Linked DNA regions of Sus scrofa: region 1 is linked to region 2. Evidence: chromatin contacts called from public promoter capture Hi-C data. All regions are on one chromosome and are shown on one strand. The core of a region is the stretch at or near the end of the contact, and the rest is flanking DNA. Distances in the headings are between cores, read along the strand shown. Region 1 holds the start of HS3ST3B1 (heparan sulfate glucosamine 3-O-sulfotransferase 3B1). Region 2 overlaps HS3ST3A1 (heparan sulfate glucosamine 3-O-sulfotransferase 3A1).

Evidence for each region. Promoter capture Hi-C pulls out the DNA fragments that hold promoters and counts their contacts.
Region 1: a promoter capture Hi-C map of fetal skeletal muscle shows a contact between it and region 2, with 6 times the contacts expected there. The contact joins the promoter of HS3ST3B1 here to the enhancer-like site in region 2.

Annotation. Positions count from the first base shown.
Region 1 is chr12:58,123,519-58,129,115 of Sscrofa11.1, forward strand. It overlaps HS3ST3B1 (heparan sulfate glucosamine 3-O-sulfotransferase 3B1), which reads left to right and starts at 2,959. Exons shown (of 2, transcript XM_003483118.4): 1 at 2,959-4,078. The coding sequence starts at 2,985. It overlaps LOC106505533 (a long non-coding RNA gene), which reads right to left and starts at 2,847. Exons shown (of 2, transcript XR_001300053.2): 1 at 2,689-2,847.
Region 2 is chr12:57,709,287-57,715,585 of Sscrofa11.1, forward strand. All of the region lies in intron 2 of HS3ST3A1 (heparan sulfate glucosamine 3-O-sulfotransferase 3A1), which reads right to left. Among named protein-coding and RNA genes, the nearest start is that of HS3ST3A1, 18 kb to the right of the region's middle. Within about 2 kb of position 1,320, at least 1 of the 83 cell types and tissues checked has an H3K27ac peak or open chromatin away from gene starts, as enhancers often do. A contact at or near this core is called in fetal skeletal muscle, where this site is marked.

The sequences.
Region 1 (5,597 bases), core at 1,709-4,208, 420 kb after region 2:
GCGACAGCAGAGGTGGGCCTGGCCCCGGGATGGGGGTGGGGGTGGGGAGTGGCAGGGGCTGGAGGCCCGGACCAGAGATCCTTCTTCCAGAGGAGGAAACGATCGGGGGTGGGGGGGTCTTTCGGCTCAGGACCCCCCCAACTTTACAGCTGGAAAATTTTAGGGCCAGAGAGAGTGGGGTCGCACAGTGGGTGGCAGGCAGCAGGATCTAGGAAAAGAGGGACAGGAGAGGGCTTCTGGGGCGGCCTGTGCGTTTCTAAGGGAGACCGGCTCCCTCCACGTTAGACGGTCAGAGGCCACTAGGCAAGCGCGACAGACCAACCAAAAGAAAGCGCAAACCTCCGGGGTGTGCTCCTTTCTAGGTTTCCCGACGGCAAAGCTTTTGAATGAGTTTATCCGAGGAAACCTTCCTCGTCTGGGTGGCCGCGTTTTGCTGAGGCCAGGCTCCCCCAGTGGCGCACCCCGTACTACTGAGCAGTGGTTAAGGGGGGGGGGGGCTCAAACTGGGCTCCCGGTCAGCCCCGCCCCCGGCCCCGTGCAGGTTGACCTCGCCTTCCGCATCCGCAGAATGGGAAGAAGCGGGAGATGGCTTTGTCCTAGGGCCGAGCCTGAAGCGGCCCCCGCATCTAGGCATTTCGGGGCGCGTGTTTGGGCTCCCGAGCGCAGCGGGCGGACCAGCCGAGTGGGGGGCAAGGCCAGGTCCGCCCAGCCTTGCTTAACGGTGCGGCTCAGACCCGGGTCACGGCGGACCTCGGGCGGCAGAACCCAGCTCTGCGTGCTGCCCATCGCTCGGTGGACTTGGCGGCCACTTGGCCTGGGGGCTCTGGCCTCAGCGGAACTCCCTCGCCGGTTTCCTACGCCCACGCCTTTGCTCTCAATCCCTCCCTCCCTCCCTCCGCACCCCCGGAAAAAAAGGCCTAAATATATCCGGCCGACAAGCTCTGAAAAAAAAAAAAAAAAATTGTTTTTTTATCCCTGAACTTTGCTAACCTCAGGGACAGGGGCCATTTTTATTATCCTTTTTTTTTTTTTAAACTCATACCCAGCAGGCCCCAAGTTAAGCCGCATGGGAGCTACAATTCGCCTGAATGCGCGCAAATCACAAACCACCACCACTCTCCCCTCAAATCCACAGAAGTCAAGAAACTCAAAGCTGCCTCAAGATCGGAGACTGTGACTTCACTTCCCCCCGAAATAAGGTGAATTTGAAGAAACCCTTAAGAGACACTAGCATTTTCTTTCTCACTTTTCCAAAACAAACAAACCAAACAACAGTCAAGTTAATACTCAGAAATGTGTTGTCATGCTTTAGAAGTTTAAAATAAATTAATAATAATTTAATTAAAAACTAAGGGTGAATAAGTCGCTTCTGAAGAAGAGGGAAGCCTGCTGGAAAGAACTTCTCTCCGTAAATATAGCTGGAAGAGATTGAAATCTGCTCCCTAAATTACTTCTCCTCAGCCACTCTGTAGGAAAAGTCTTAGGCTCAGGCGCTGCAAGGAGGTCCTGCGGAGCACAGCTGGCGCGGGGACCCCGTGGAGGACGCAGGGCCACCCTAACGATCCCGGGTCTCGGCCCCCGATCTCCCCGCACGCTTTCGAGCCTGAGGTGCTCCGGGCCGACGGGCTTTCTCGGTGTGTACCCAGCCGAGAGGGGCTGGACCCGGGCGGGGACTTGGGACACTTCCTCGGGAGGAGAGCGAGGTGCACAGGGACAGCACGGCAGGGGGACCGGGGCTCGGCGGTTCCGCCGTCCGCCCGCGCGAACTGGGGAAGGCAGCCGGGGCTGCGCTCAGCCGGGGGCCGCGCGGGGGTCGGGATCGGAAGGATCGTTTTGTCCCGGAGCCGCACGGGGCCTGGCGTGGGAGGCCCGCTGGCCGGGCCGAGTCCGGGGGGCCGGCATCTAGAGCTTCCTGAGTGCCACCGGGGTGAGTTTGAGCACCGGAGCTTCCTACCGGAACGCGGGGCAAGAATGCAGCCCCCGCCACACTAGGGCGGGTCACTTTGCGGAGGAGAACCGGGAGAGCGGCTTGGAGTGGACTTTGTTAAGTGCCACTCAAGGATCGATTTGCTCTGGGCTTGACGTTTGACTTAGAAAACAACACCGCTGGGAAAAAACACCACCTAATAATTCGTGTAACAGGTCCTGCAAATCAAACCATCTCCTAAATGAAGGTGAATGTTGGCTTTGATATTTATTCAGGGGAAGGGTGTGGGAGCATTGTTTTCACCTCACGTCTCCAACACACACGTATCCGGACCAAACTTTCTACACGTGACTCTCACACTCACTTTTCGACCAGAAAACTTTTCCCCAGCCTTTACCCCTGTGTTGATGTCTCCCGACCTCTCTTTCCTCAGGAGTTTGGGAAGCGAGAGAAGAATTTTTTCTAAAGATAGTTAACACCGACCGCCTTTAACAGGCAGCGAGAGAGGGAGAAGGAGATGGAGATCAACTCCTGGCAAAGAACAAGAAGGAAATAAATAAATAAATAAATAAAGCAAGCAAGCTGACAGGGATTTCCACTTAAACGTCCTAAACCGGTGCCAGTCCCGGAAGGGCCCCCCTTGGAGTCCGGGCGTGGAGTGGGCGGGCATCTCCGGCCCGCCTCTCGCTCCTCCACTGTCCTTCCTATTTCTAACAGGCACACCACGATTCCGCCCGTGAAACATCTGGATGGGGACTCACATCCCCACACACGGGCAACTGCATCCAAGACTAGCTCCTGGGGAGCGAGCGCGGAAGTGAGTTCAGGACCTGGAGCGCAGCGCCCGGAGGGTCGGTGATCTCCCGGCGCTGGGTCTCTTGCATCCTTCCTACCAGCTGCTGCTGTCACCAGCCTCTGGCTCCGCCCCTCTGAGCCCCCCTTACCTCTCAGCCAATAGAAACCCCTGACTGCTTTCCACCGCCCCAAACCCTTTCCACACCCCCACGTTCTGGGAGCTGGTTGGCTGCCTTACCCTCAGCGAAGCTGCTGGATTTGCATGGCGCTCCGGGGTTCTGGTAGGTGGAGAGACCTGTCACTCCAGGTGGCCGGGCCCGCCCACTCTGCCTCGGTCCGCGGCTCTCTTCCTGCGCAGTTCTTCTCAGCCTCCGCGGGGAAGCGCCGGGGCTGCGCTCAGGGCTCAGTTCTCTGGACCGCGAGGAGGCAGCCCCGGCGAGCGGCCGTGCGCTGCGCACCGTGTGGAGGGGCCAGGGCGCGGGGGTGCGGTGCTCTGCTGGCCCCGAGCGCGGCGTCGCGCCACAGGAGCAGCCCCCGGCCAGCAGTTGCCGCCGCCGCCCGACTTTCGTTCCAGTTGCGGCTCCTCAGGGCAACATGTCAAAAGCCGCCGCCGCTACAGCTGCCGCCGCCACCTGGGGAAGAGCAGCCGCAGAAGCAGCAGCAGCAGCGGCGGCCGCGGGCGCGCGGGGGCAATAAGCCCAACCACCCGGCGTCCAGGGAACCCTCTCTGCGCTCACTGCTCCGGCGGGACCCGCGCCATGTGCTGAGCCATGCCCCTCGCCGCGCCCGCGGGCAGCGCATGGGGCAGCGCCTGAGCGGCGGCCGATCCTGCCTCGATGTCCCCGGCCGGCTCCTGCAGCAGCAGCCGCCGCCGCCCCCGCCGCCGGTGAGGAGGAAGCTCGCGCTGCTCTTCGCCATGCTCTGCGTCTGGCTCTACATGTTCCTGTACTCGTGCGCCGGCTCGTGCGCCGCCGCGCCGGGGCTGCTGCTGCTGGGCTCGGGGTCCCGCGCCGCCCACGCCCCGCCGGCGCTGGCCGCGGGCTCCGTCGGGCCTCCCCCGAGGCAGCGGCTCCCGGCGGCGCTTGCCACCCCGCTGGCGGCCGGCGGGGAGACGGCCGAGGGCGCCGCGAGCCAAGAGGAGCGGAGTCCTGAGGCGCCGGACGCCCCCAGCTCCATCTCCACCTTCTTCAGCGGGTCCGGGAGCAAGCAGCTGCCGCAGGCCATCATCATCGGCGTGAAGAAGGGCGGCACGCGGGCGCTGCTCGAGTTCCTGCGCGTGCACCCCGACGTGCGCGCCGTGGGCGCCGAGCCCCACTTCTTCGACCGCAGCTACGACAAGGGCCTCGCCTGGTACCGGTGAGTTTCCCCGGCACGGCCGGGCCGGGCCGCGCGACGGGGAGAGGAGGGGACGCGGCACGTGCTGGGGGCGGTGACAGGGCCCAGCCTGGCACCCCGGGGCCGGGGGGGCCCGCCTCGGCCGCGCGGCGCTGGCCCTCAGCGCGGTGCCGGGTGCGCCGCGCGCCGCGCTCCCCACCGCCCGGAGAAACTTCTGGAAGCGCTCTGGCGGGTCAGGGGCCCCAGCGCCCTAGACCGAACCTGGCGGTCCCTCCTCAAAGAAGGGGCGGGCGTGGGGCGCAGCGACCGGGACGGTGCTGCGGGAAGCGCGCAGCCTCTGACTGCGGCCCCGTCCCAGGCGAATCCCGCCGGCGCTTCCGCTCGGGTCCGGGAGCGTCTGCGCCCCGCCGGTCGCCGCCGCCGCCCCGGGACCAGCTCCCAGAGCAGCCTCTGCTGCCCAGATGGGGACGGGTGGGGGCGGAGGCCGCGGGGCGTCTGCTCGCTCGCAGACCGGCTTCGCGGGCGGGCAGCCGGGGCTCGGGCGGGCGGCCCGGCGGGCGCGGCGCGTGGAGCTGTGCTGGTCCCTGTCGGGCAGAGGCGCGCACTGCAGCCGGCGGGAGGGAGGCGCGCGGCTCTGAAGGCTTCCCCCGCGCGGCCCGGGCCGGTGCCGAGAGAGCCGGGGCGGGGACGGGGTCCCCGCGGGCCCTCGACACGTGCGGTGCGAAGAGTGTTTGGGGCCATTGATTGGGAAATGCAGGTTGCCCAGAGCTCGGGGCTTCGGGAAACTCAGTTCTCGGGTCGAGTTGTGTGGGGGTCGGGTTCCAAAGAGACAGCGGCCCCCGGGGGCATAACCCCGACCTCTGCCCAAGGCTTCCTGGAGTCTTTAGGGTGAACTGTTGGATTGGCCGAGTTTCCGGTGAGGCGCGGGTGGGCAGGCGGTCCAGGCTCCAGCCCTTCGGAAATCTCGTCGCCAACCCGGGGCCTGGCCACTGGCTCCCATCCCTTCCCCCGCTCCAACCCCTACCAGCCTGACTCCCTCGTGTCCCAGGCACCCCTCCAGGCCCAATTAGCCTCCCGGAGGCTGGAGACTTCGGAAAACAAAAGGGGAGAGCCACACTGAACCCCATTCCCTGCCCCCATCCCCGCTTTGGGAACCGGGAGAGGTTGGAAGATAAAAGGGGGCTGACCGAGCGGATTAAAACCGCTCTCTTCCCAGCCTCGCCCTCCCCCTCCCTTTTGTCCTAATGTTTTTATTATTGTCCGGAGTTGCCCAAGTCTCGAGGTTTAGCCAGCCGTGACAGTCAGCCCTTTCTACCGTCCCCGGGCCCTGGCCACCGGTTGTTGCGCAGAGGGGCTCTGGATCCCCTGGCCGGGATGCACGACCCAGCCCTGGCAGCTCGCTGGTCGCGCGGGTCTCAGTGCTCTCATCTGGGCAGTGGGCAGTGCGGTTCTCCTGCGCTGGGGAGGAGCAACTGCGCCGGCGCGGTCAGGTGCCTGGCTGGCAGGCGGGGGGCCTAATTGCCAGCTATTGTCACCGATT
Region 2 (6,299 bases), core at 70-2,569:
AGCAACTTCTGAAACTTTAATGCAGGAAACTAGACTGGAAGCAAAATTCTGATGTAAATCCAATCCCTTGGGAAAGATACTGGGGGGAGGGAGGCAACACAGAACTTCTGAAGAGCACACTCCAGAATGTCAATGACGCCTGCCCCACCGGTCTCTGGCTTTCACACTCTCGGCTCTGAACACCTCGGATGGGTCTCTGGCTTTCACACTCCTCCCACCCTCCCACTCACAGGAGCAGGGCCATGGGGATTCCGTTCTGGGAGATGCCAGCAATCCAGCCTGGAAAGTGCGGGCGACAGGAGTCAGCAGGTTAACTAACCCGCAGTGACTCTAACGTCCCAAGTCTTCTAGCAGCTGAACGTGACAAAGCCTCCTAGCCTGAGTGACGGTCCCGGGCCCTCAGCACGGCTGTGGGGCTCGGGCTCTGACCCGGGCACGCACAGTCAACACACGTTCCTAGCTCTGGAAGGCACCATCTGCAGTCCCTGCTACGAGGAGGCAAACAAGGTTCCTTTCTGTACTTTAGTTTCTCCCCCAAATGACTGATGACGTCCCCCTTCAATATCTGTTATAAAAAGTGTTTCTTGCTTTTTTGTCCTGAAATGATGAGAGCAACAGCTGCTTAGTCTTAATGTTCTTTTTCACGATGAAGGCCGTGTCGCCGTGTCAACAGTTTTGGAAACGGAAAGAGGAAGGGATCACTGTCCATAGTTCTAGCATGCTAGCACTTTAACACCTCTCCTTTCAGCTGTTTCTTTTCTTTTCTTTCTTTTTGCCTTACGACTTGACTGACTGTGTGATAAAATAACATTTCAGATCATTTTACCCCATGTATTACTCATGCATTTACGAGAGTTTGGGATTCCTAAGTATCTCATTTTGTTTTCCTCCATCACAACAACCTTCTCACTCAAGAAGGGGAGATTCCTGGCCACGTTCTACAGAGAAGGAAACGCGCCCGCGGCACGTGCGGGTGAGAAGTTGGGGATCACGGCGGGACAAGAGCCACGCACCGTCAGCCAGGCTCTCTCCCAAGACACCTGCAAATCCTGGGAAGACAGGGTTCTGATGTTGCACCCGCATGAGCTCGTGGGTCGTGAGACGGGAGCCAGAGCAGGAATTAAAGGGAGAAAGGGGGAGGGAGGGGGCTTGGAGGGGCAGGAACAGCACCACTCATCCAGCTGGTACGTGTCTGTGCTGAGCCACGAAGCCCGGGGTCTTGGGCGGAACGGGCCCGAGGGAAGTTCCAACAAGCGCCTACTGTGACGGCAGCACCGAGGCCACCTAGAGCCGCCGCTGCGGGACACGGCTTGGATGGACTCTGCTCATTTGGATCAACAGCGCTCTGTCTTCTAATCCGGTTTCCTTCTTTTTTTATATTTCACACTGTGCAGCGCAGCTGGTGCACGATGTTCGCCAAAGCTTTTCTCTCTGAAGCTGCAGGAAGAGCAGCTCAGCAGGGCAGCCAGGACGGCCTGGTTACCAACTGCCCGGGCCCAACTGTCTCCATGACTCACTCAGCCTGAGCTCCCCAGGGCCCTGGGGTGTCTGAGAGAGTCACCGCACCCTGAGGGGCCATGGAAACGGAAGCAAATCCACTCTGCCTAGAGGAGAAATTGCTGGAAAAATCTATGATAACACAAGCACAGGAAACTGTTAAGAATAAATCCTGGGCAAGGAGGAGCTGGGTGTTTACTGTAAAATTCTCACTTTACTATCTAATGAGACATTTCATAATAAAATACTGCTTTAAAAAATAACGTTCTCCTAAATGGAGCCTCCTATACCGTTGCTGGCAATGTAAGTTGGTGCAGCCGCCGTGTGAAACAGTCCAGAGGAAGCTCAGAAAGCTAAATACCCCGGGGTCCAGCAATACCGCTCCTGGGCATCAATCCAGAGAAAGCCATAATTTGAAAAGATACACTCCTATGTTCATAGCAGCTCACTTTATAACAGCCAAGACACGGATGCAACCTAAGTGTCTGTCGACCGAGGAGCGGATGAAGAAGGTGTGGCACAGACACACAGTGGAAGACGATAAAAAAGAAGGAAATAATGCCGTTTGCAGAAACAGGGGTGGACCCAGAGATGATTATATCAAGTGAAATAAGACAAAGACAAATACCATATGATATCACTTATATGCGGAACCTAAAATATGATACAAACGAACCTATCTACAAAACAGAAACAGACTCACGGACATAGAGAACAGACTTGTGGTTGCCGGGGGGCGGGGAGGGGGGTGGAGCGGGAGGCTGAGATGAGCAGATGTAAACAATTACATATAGAATGGATAAACAACAAGATCCTACTGCAGAGCACAGGGAACTCTTTCCAGTGTCCTGGGATAAACCATAATGGAAAAGAGCATTTTTTAAAAAGAGTGAGTGTGTGTGTGTGTGTGTGTGACCGTGAATCACTTGGCTGCACAGCAGAAACTAACACGATATTGCAAATCAACAATACTTCAGTTAAAAACCACAAACAAACCAACCCAACAACAACAACAAAACAATGTTCTCTTAAATAACAAAATGCTGCTCCCCGGCGTTTTTTTCACCTGCCTCCACCTCTCTTCCCCTCACCCTCTCACCACGTCTTCTACTCTGGGAGCTCCTTGAGACCGTGTCTTTAGAGATGCTCGAATAGTTTCAGAAAACGCTGAGTCAAGCCCATTTTTGAGAAAACGCAGCTGAGGTCCTAACAGGGGAACGGACTTGCCCCTGTCAAGTCATCCCCTGGCAGGCTCAGGAGCAGAGGGCAGGTCCCCTCTTTCCATCACACAGTGATGCTTTCTTCCCTACGGGACGAGCAGATGGACCTCTGTCTCGTGGACATTACTGGGAAGGACCAGAATACCAATACCTTTGGACATTCCGTTTTATTTTACTTATTATTTTTGGTTGCATGTGCGACATATGGAAGTTCCCCAGCCAGGGATCGAATCCAAGCAGAAGCTGTGACCTATGGCACAGCTGTGGCATTGCGGATCCTTAACCTACGAGCGGCAGCAGGGAACTCCCATCTGGACATTTTAGAAGGGGGTTTAAATAAAGCCAGGGGGAGGCCAAGGACAATGCACGTCAACAGAAGCACGACAGAACAACAGCAGGAGATCTGCTTCTGCAGATAAAGCAGGACTCACAATTTCCCTGGCGAAGGGAATTTTCTCCGTCGTCTTAGCACCGTGGAAACCCAGAAACGTTATCACACTTCCGCCTGCAAGGTGCTGCGGGGAGGGACATTAACACAGCCATCTCGGAAGTCGGCTCAGCAAGATGGATCAAACGTCACAGCCTCTGGCTTAGGATTCTGTGTCTGAGAGTCCACTGGAAACAACGTGTATTCGAAATCACAAAAAGCATCACAAGAGATCTGTCCAAGGGCTCTGTATACAAGCCGCCAATTTAAAAGTGCCTGAAGGCTAAATGGTAACTTATGAGACATTCTTAAAAGGGGATTTAGAAGTCACAACAATGTTTATAAAAGGTCTAACACTAGAGTCAGAACATGTTTCTGTGACACCCTAAATGGTAAAATTCCTCACAAACTGTCTCTACGCCCTGAGCCTAAGTGGATTAATAGTGTTTAAAAATACATGTGACACTGTCACGCGCCTGAGAGGGAGACCATGACACTGGTTGCAAGGTGCTTAGTCTGTGCTGCATTTGTAGTATTTTCTGTATGGTGAGTATGTAGAGTCAGCTGTGCTGTGATCCCAAATAGGCACTCCTAACGTCTCCCCACTATTTAAAATCCCACAATAAAAGCCACAGGGCTTAGGGACAATGAGGTTAGGGCCTAACACTCTCCAACTTGATCAGTGACACATTTTTTTGAAAGGTAGGAACCAAATACTAATGGTAGCACAGTTTTCACCCATTCAGTGGTTAAGAAATTCATAAATATGACAACAAATAGGACCCCTGACCTTGAAAAAGCCCTTGAGCTCTCTCCCCTGGAAGTGGGCATTGGGAAAGGGGCAGTCTGGGGGTCCCTGGGAATCGGTGGAAGGCCATCAAAAATGAGACGTAAGGGAGCTCCCGTTGTGGCGCAGTGGTTAACGAATCCGACCAGGAACCATGAGGTTGCAGGTTCGATCCCTGGCCTCAATCACTGGGTTAGGGATCCGGCGTTGCTGTGAGCTATGGTGTAGGTCACAGATACGGCTTGGATCTGGCGTGGCTGTGGCTGTGGCCAGCAGCTGTAGCTCTGATTAGACCCCTAAGCTGGGAACCTCCATATTCTGCGAGTGTGGCCCTAAAAAGACACAAAGACCAAAAAAAAAAAAAAAAAAAAAGAGAGAGAGAGAGAGAGACATTGAGCTGTTTGTCAGATGCAGATGAGTGTGCTCAGAACTGGTACCGAGCTGGCTGGCTGGTGGATAAGTGGGGGGAGTGGGGTGGGGTGGGGGGTGTCCCGCTTCAGCTGAGCGCAGTTTTCTGCATTCATCTAGTATTTCCTACGGATACAAATGTACATGAGCCAATAAACGTGAAACTGGCATGATACTCAAACGGTTTCCCATCTATGAATTCCACTGGAACAGACTCACATTTTCAAGACAGGCCTGCCAGCAGGACGGCTATATTATCTTTCTAAGAAATAAACGAACTTGAACATAAGCTACTAAAACCCTGTTTCTAAAGTTGCCTATGTACTCTGCACTGTCTCAAACACCTAGTCACATGGATAAAGAATAAATAGATAAATAAATAAAAGAATCTGCTTGGCAACCACTAGGCAAAAGGAGCCAAGAACAGACTACGTCGTTTCCCCTTCAAATAAGTTAGGTCGTATCCGTGTTTTGAAGACGTATCAGAAGCATTCTTTGTTGATTCGAGTAGCTATGGAACTGTTTTAATGAACTCTGGTCTGTCGGATAAATACTGGGCTAGACGGCCGGAGGTCATTTCCAACGCCAGTAATGAGATTTTAGAAGCACGCACTTAACTTCTTAATAAGATCACTTATTTTTGGCTAAGAACAAACAAGTTCGGATCCTAGAGAGTTGAGATATAGTACGAAGTCTGAGAAATTCAAACAGGGTTGAATATAATAAAAGTAAATTCAGTCATACCATTCTGAGCCTAAATTGTTCACATTTTACCAAAAAAAAAAAAAAAAAAAAAGTTTAAGACACATTTTGTATTTTGTTGTGGTTGTGTCTAAAAAAACCATGCAGCTATGTCTCGGTTCTGTCACTTGTATGTGGATACACGCCGTCGAACAGTCCAAGTGGCTTTCCTGTGCCTGTGGGAGGCCCGCCTCAACCAGCGTCTCAGCATTTCTGTGCAGAGGCACAAGCCCACGGAGCCCAACCTCTGTGTTTCAGACACATCACCTGAGGCCAACGTGAAGCTTTCCTCGGACTGTAAACTTACCTTGACGTAAGCAAACACACAGGAGCCTCTCCTGGGAAAGGGCGTGTCCAGCCGACCCGTCCTCTTTCTGACGGATGTTATAAAAGGGGGAAACGACTCATTTGGCAAAGCCTCGCATCATTACTCAATCCGAGTTCAACAGTGCAGTTGTTGAAGGCCTCAGGGAGGAAGCGAGAGAACTTTCTTTACTGAAGGAAAGTGATTTGGCCCCAGCTTTCAGAACGGAGCTGGCATATTCTACCACGTTCTTCCAAGGAGCACTCGTAAGGCACGCGTCCAAATCAGTGTATGGAAACCGCCTGCGTAGCTAAGGATTCCTCCATTTTTAAGAATTCCCTGTTTTAAGGGCACCGATTTCACCCAAACCTGTAAAACTGTGCTAGGGCATATGATACAGGTATGTCTAAGTCACAGGTTCAAGCCAGTATCTTCGCAGAGCGGTATAAATGAACTAGTCCTTATTTGCTCTTTTCTAAGTGAAGGGGAAATACACTCGCAAGAAGAGTCAAAGTATCATCTACCCATTGACGTGGTCACTAAAGATTCGGGGTTGGGCAGGGAACTGGGCATTTCATGTCCAACGGATTTCAAAGTATTTCAAATTATCACCAGTCATATATGACCTCACTCGACTCATGATTTTCCTGCTTCCTCTCCCTGGGAAATCAGTCATCTATTACAAGAAACCACATCTGAACTACTGTCGCATCTTCCCGAACCCGCTTTGGGACTGCGTTGTCATCGAGAATGGCCCCAGCAGGACTCGGGGGCCGTGTCGGCTGACCACACAGCTCGTGCAGTTCAGACCTGTCCATTTTGCAGCCGAAGAGGATCTGGGTTCCCGTAAAGACAGGGCAGCCCTTCTGTCTCCACAAAAGTGGGGAAACGGTTCTTTCTGGAAGAGATCCCGTG